Regions from separate parts of the Mus musculus genome. Here region 2 is linked to region 1. Evidence: chromatin contacts called from public Hi-C data. All regions are on one chromosome and are shown on one strand. Each heading gives the region's core, a stretch centred on a gene start, on an enhancer-like site or on the middle of the called end of the contact. The rest is flanking DNA. Distances are from core to core; before and after follow the strand shown. Region 1 overlaps Ntm (neurotrimin). Region 2 overlaps Ntm (neurotrimin).

Evidence for each region. Hi-C and Micro-C count contacts between places; a contact is called where the count stands out from the background.
Region 2: a contact with region 1 is called in a Hi-C map of cerebellar granule neurons, with 3 times the contacts expected there. The contact joins two enhancer-like sites. A contact is called at or near these places in 9 of 484 Hi-C or Micro-C datasets (the HL-1 cell line, brain, cardiomyocytes and 3 more) and 5 of 115 datasets of contacts at active chromatin or transcription factors (SST interneurons, embryonic basal ganglia, embryonic forebrain and 2 more).

Annotation. Positions count from the first base shown.
Region 1 is chr9:29,219,281-29,221,959 of GRCm38.p6, forward strand. The region is part of intron 1 of Ntm (neurotrimin); the gene reads right to left. Among named protein-coding and RNA genes, the nearest start is that of Gm15520, 190 kb to the left of the region's middle. Within about 2 kb of position 1,326, at least 15 of the 459 cell types and tissues checked have an H3K27ac peak or open chromatin away from gene starts, as enhancers often do. A contact at or near this core is called in cerebellar granule neurons, where this site is marked.
Region 2 is chr9:29,408,017-29,410,695 of GRCm38.p6, forward strand. The region is part of intron 1 of Ntm (neurotrimin); the gene reads right to left. Among named protein-coding and RNA genes, the nearest start is that of Ntm, 3.3 kb to the right of the region's middle. Within about 2 kb of position 1,380, at least 1 of the 459 cell types and tissues checked has an H3K27ac peak or open chromatin away from gene starts, as enhancers often do. A contact at or near this core is called in cerebellar granule neurons, where this site is marked.

The sequences.
Region 1 (2,679 bases), core at 76-2,575:
GAGACATGGGCTTGGATCCTTCATACACCAAAACTCAAGGTAGTCCCAGCAAAGCAGGACAAAGACAATAAGAAGAATGGTAAGCCCTAGAAACCCAGAAAGCTGGGCATAATGAGTTCTAGACTGTTCTTAGACTAGTGGCTAGAAAGCTGTTGTTAGCTCATGTGGGAAAACAAAAACACACAAACAAAAACCAGCCTTTTTACTTACACCATATTCAGCTTGGGTACATTAAAGAAGACAGGGGAGTATCAATCAATAGATATGAAATTCTTGTGCATACCTACGTATGCATCCTGTGAGAAGACTCTAACTAGAAATCAGGAGAGGGCATTGACTGGGTGATAGTCTGTAGTCATAAGGCCTAATCCTTTTTCTTTTAACCAGCGGGTCCAAAGAAGAAGTCTGACTTCAGACTACAGGGTAGTAGTATGGTACCTGATAAGTAAACACCTGGTGTATTGAAGAGTGGCTACAGTGTTGGGAGGTTCTATATATTTTGGGGATTTCTAACTTTCAGAATTCGTAGATTGCACGGAGAACTCAGAGAGCTACCCTGCCTCTACAAAAACTCATAATAAAATAGCAGAGACAGCAACTTCCTGTGTTGTATGTGTTTATGGGTAAATGATTACAGTCACCATTCCACTCAGCTCCAGCAGATCATGCAGCCTGACAACATTGGAGGAATGGTCTGCCCACTAGGGAAGGGATGCTGTGGATGCTGTGGGTGCTGTGGATGCTGTGGATGCTGTGGATGCTGTGGATGCTGTGGATGCTGTAGATTTGGGGGTGGGGCTGTGTGTGCTGTGGATGCTGTGAGTGCTATAGATTCTGTGGGTGCTGTGGATGCTGTGGATGCTGTGTGTGCTGTGAGTGCTGTAGATTCTGTGGGTGCTGTGGATGTTGTGGATGCTGTGGGTGCTGTGTGTGCTGTGAGTGCTTTGGATGCTGTGGATACTGTGGGTGCTGTGGGTGCTGCAGATGCTGTGGGTGCTGTGTGTGCTTTGGATGCTATGGATGCTGTGGGTGCTGTGTGTGCTGTGAGTGCTTTGGATGCTATGGATGCTGTGGGTGCTGCAGATGCTGCAGATGCTGTGGATGCTGTGGATGCCGTGGATGCCGTGGATGCTGTGGGTGCTGCAGATGCTGCAGATGCTGTGGGTGCTGTGGATGCTTAAGAGTTTCCCTGAAGATCCACTCCATTCTGGACTTTTAACATCTCAAACAAAATCAGCTCGTCGGTCCTAGTTTGTTTAAACTCTCTGCAGACAGCTTATAGGTGGGTGTGGGCCCAGACAGATGGGATGCCGCAGAGAGGAAGCTGTGTAAATGCCAAGTGGCCAGGGCTGTGGCCAACCTGGAAGCCTTCCTGCGGGTACTTCTGTTTACTAACCTCCTGTCTTGGCAGCGCCTTTGGTGTGGTCACGTGGCTGCTCCACATGGAGCCGCTTAATTGCTGCCAGTGGATAATCTGACCCTTTGAATCCAGATGGCTGAAATCTCCCTGTCATGGACGTTGATACCCCTTCCTGGGTAAAGCGGCTTCCTTATTACATGGGAATGAGTCCCCTTTAGGTGGACGAGCTGAAGACTGCCGTTGCATAGAAGTCGGGTAAACAAGACACCAAATGTAAAGAGATGAGAAGGTAGAGGTGTTTGCTTAGTGGGCACTGCTGTTCTGCCCCTCTCGTTCCTGTCATTTGAATGTGTTTATTTATAACTCAACATTCAAACTGGTAGCTGAAAGCTTTCAAGTGAAAATGTAGGTCAAGTAATATTATGTGGGATAATGTCAATTGTTTCAGCTTCAGGGAGCAAGTAATTGAACCTTGCTATTTCACTGATGGCTACAGGCCAACACCCACCCTCTTCTCCACAGAGCACTTGGTCCCAGTTTAGCCTCCAATCATTAACTTCGAGATGTCTTTGCAGAAAAGAGGCTGGGTTTAGAACAGAGACTCGGAAGGTTGGCAAAGATGATTCACTTGCTCTGCCTCACCCCTCCTGAAGGCTGGCAAGGTATTGTAGAGAATGCCCTGGATTTCTTCAGCTGGAAAGCAACCTTAGGTTAAGGAGAAAAAGATGAGGAGAGTTGAGAACTTCCCCAAGCCCAGGTACCCCAGCAGGAAGCAATCAGTTCAGTACTCTGGGGCCTGGACATCAAAGCTGTGAAATGACAGAAACCTGCAGTGTCAGCTAGCCAACTGCCTGGGACTCCAACCTGGAGAGGTCAGCTCAGGATAATTAGAGACAATTAGCCATGCGTCTGCTGCTTCAGCACCGGGTTTTATCTTGGAAGCTGGGGATCATAGCCCTTCCACTGAGGCCCTTGGGTCTTTCCTCCTTTCTACTCCTGCACCTTAACACAGGCTTCTGTTCAGCCCCGCCTGCCTCATCTCTCTTTCCGCTACATGATGCTCCTCACACTCTCTGCTCTTCCCACTGGATTGATTTCTCTTTTTGGGTCTCCCCCTACTAAATAAATTTTAATAGCTTTCTTTTCTGCGCCAGTACAGACGGGCTCATGTTCTAACCATACGTATTAAATTAATAAGCACACATTTATTTATCCCAAACTTACCAGTGCTTCCCCCTGGGAGTTTTCTGAGTTCAGAGTCTCTATTCATCCTCACTAAGTGGGCACAGCTTCGGGGAGGAGCATTGTAATATTGGTTG
Region 2 (2,679 bases), core at 130-2,629, 190 kb after region 1:
TTGAGTGGCATTCTGATGTTTCCTCAAGGTTTGTACTTGAGCTTGACTAGCCCAGTAGCCATCTTGGGTTCTGAGCTACTTAGTACCATCTCTACTTGTTCTCAGTCCTAACCACTGAGAGCCTCCCTCCACCAGGGGGCACTGTGCTCAGAGCCTCCCCTGTTGCCATCCTAGCCCCATGTATTAATCTGGATTATCTTGTTCACAGGCTGGCCCTGGTGAGTGCACCCAGGACTCCTTCCACACTTCATCTCTTGGCTTTGCACCTTTCCTGAGAGAACCACACAATAAATCTTTATTGTTTGATCACTGTTAACATACAAAAGAAAGTCAGAGAAATCCGGGAAGGCGTGAAGAGTGTTTTGTTTTGTTTTTAACTCATCTGTTTAGTGAGGGAGCTCATGACGTTAAAAGGTGTGATCTTTGCTCTCCCATAATACACTCAGGCCACTCAGAAAGACAGTTACACAACACTACAAAGAAGAAAATGATGGCAGACATTAATCCCCACTGGGGAAGTAGGAAGACACGGTGTTTATTGGGCCCTGATAAGTCTTGGGAAATCTCAATGTACATGGTCTAGTTCTGTTGCTTGCTACTGCTGGGAGTTCAGATAAATGATGCTCTTTGAGTCTCAACTCTCTCATCCATAAAATGGGAGATAATTAAATGAATTTCAGAGAGTAGGGAAGATTAACTGTAATAGTTCATAGTACTATAGAGGCTGGTCAATAAGTGATAATACTACTCAACTTACTAACATCATCATTAGTTAACCTCCTGCTAGACCCAGTTCAAAAATTCCTAGCTATTCCACCTTCATCAAATAATTTTTTTTTCCTGCGAGAGGAGAGGTTAGACTAGGGATCCATCAGGAATTCCGAACAAAGCAAGCACGTTAACAGTAAAGCCATCTCCTCATTTAACAGTAAAATTCTCCAAGAGAGGCTAATTCTTCATGCCAATGCCTCCGTTTTCTCATCTGTAAAATGTGATAATAGTAGCAACTTCATAATGATTATTATTAGAATTCACTTATAATGTTAGGAGGTTGAATGACAGATAGGATATTATATAAAGCACTTTAGTATTCCCTAATACAAGGCGACTTCTCAACAACACTGGGATATTTAGTTTAAAATTCTGTGTCATGTGATCTCACCAAGATGGAAAGTTTAGAAAGGCCTGCAACTCTGTACAGATTGCCAGTGCGGTTGTTTCCTAGTATCTCCAGAAAGATCACTAGAGATAATTAGATAAACTTTTAAAGTTTCTACAAAGTAGAATTTGTTGCTGAGACATTTATTCTCTTTAAGGACTACAAAAGACCTCCAGGATAATACTGATGAGAACAAAGCCAAATAAAAAGTAACCAGCGCAGAAAGCCCTCTGCTGGTCATGAGGGGAACTGCAGTCTTGCTGCAGGGTGGCCTTCCATGTGAGCAGAGGACTTCAGCCCCTATTTCTTGATCAGAAAGAAGACCCTGGATCATCTCATCCCTCAGTTTTAGGGTTCCATCCACTGAGACGTCCACCCTCCTGAAAGTCGCAAAGATATTCGGTCTTTTGGCCTGACACAGCATAGCTTAGATGGTGACCATCCTGATGTATATATAGGGAAGCAGCCTCACCCATATCCTCATAGTGTTGTTTGTGTTCAAACAAGACCACTGTGTGAACTGTCTGCGAAACTGTAAACAAACGCTGGTGTCTGAAAGAGACTACGGCAAGAGCAAAGCAGTCAATACATAATAATGCCCTGTTAGAAACAAGTCCAGGGCCCTGGCACCTGCTGGATACAGTCACTCTCAAAAGGCCATATCCTCCTGAACTATGGGACTACTGCTGTCCTGGGGTGACATTTTGGTCACTCCAATCCCCTTGCTTCCCTTAGAATGTGAGAGTCACTGTGGAGGTCTATTGATAGCTTCAGATCTCTAGGTCACTGACCAACTTCTTTTCTCTTTTGTCACTGTTCTGTGTGTGGATAGGTGTCTATGTGTATCTAAAACAATCCACCATAGATAGTGTCTCTATTTTGTCCCTGGAGGTCTGCTCCCTGTAGCCAAGGATTAGGGTCAGAGGGGGCATCTACAGAACACTAAATTTTCTTGACTATATTGTTTAGAGGTTTGTCTTTGTTTTGAAGAAGTCTGGAACCGATGCATATTTAAAACCAGATAGTTCATCTTAATCTAAAGTAGTCCCTACAAAGTTCATTCATGTGACAATAAGTAACCAGGAGTTCCTTGGAGTCATAAGAGTTAGGTCCTCAAAGACAAAGGATTTGGGGATGTTTGCAGCCCCTTGTGTGGTTTCTTTAAATCACGTGTATTTTTTGAAAATGTCCTCACAACTCAACTCTGTAATATCAGCACTCACTCCCCAAGATCGTCTGTCCTGTGGGTACCCTGTGCACAGTCCACAGGTACTCCAAGCTCATCACTGATGGAACCAGGACATTTGGCACCAAGGCCAAGGTTCATTTCCCAAGAATCTCCACGTTAGAGGATGAAAATAGTTTCCTGTTGCCTGCAGTCAGTACCATTGGCCAGTTTTTAAAACTTTATTAAAAAGGACACACTAAGTCAAGGAGAGGTACGGAGAGTTGCTTGCTCCCTTAAAAATTCCAGAGATGAGAATTTCCCATTACAATCATCCGGCGTGTAGCCCTCCTGT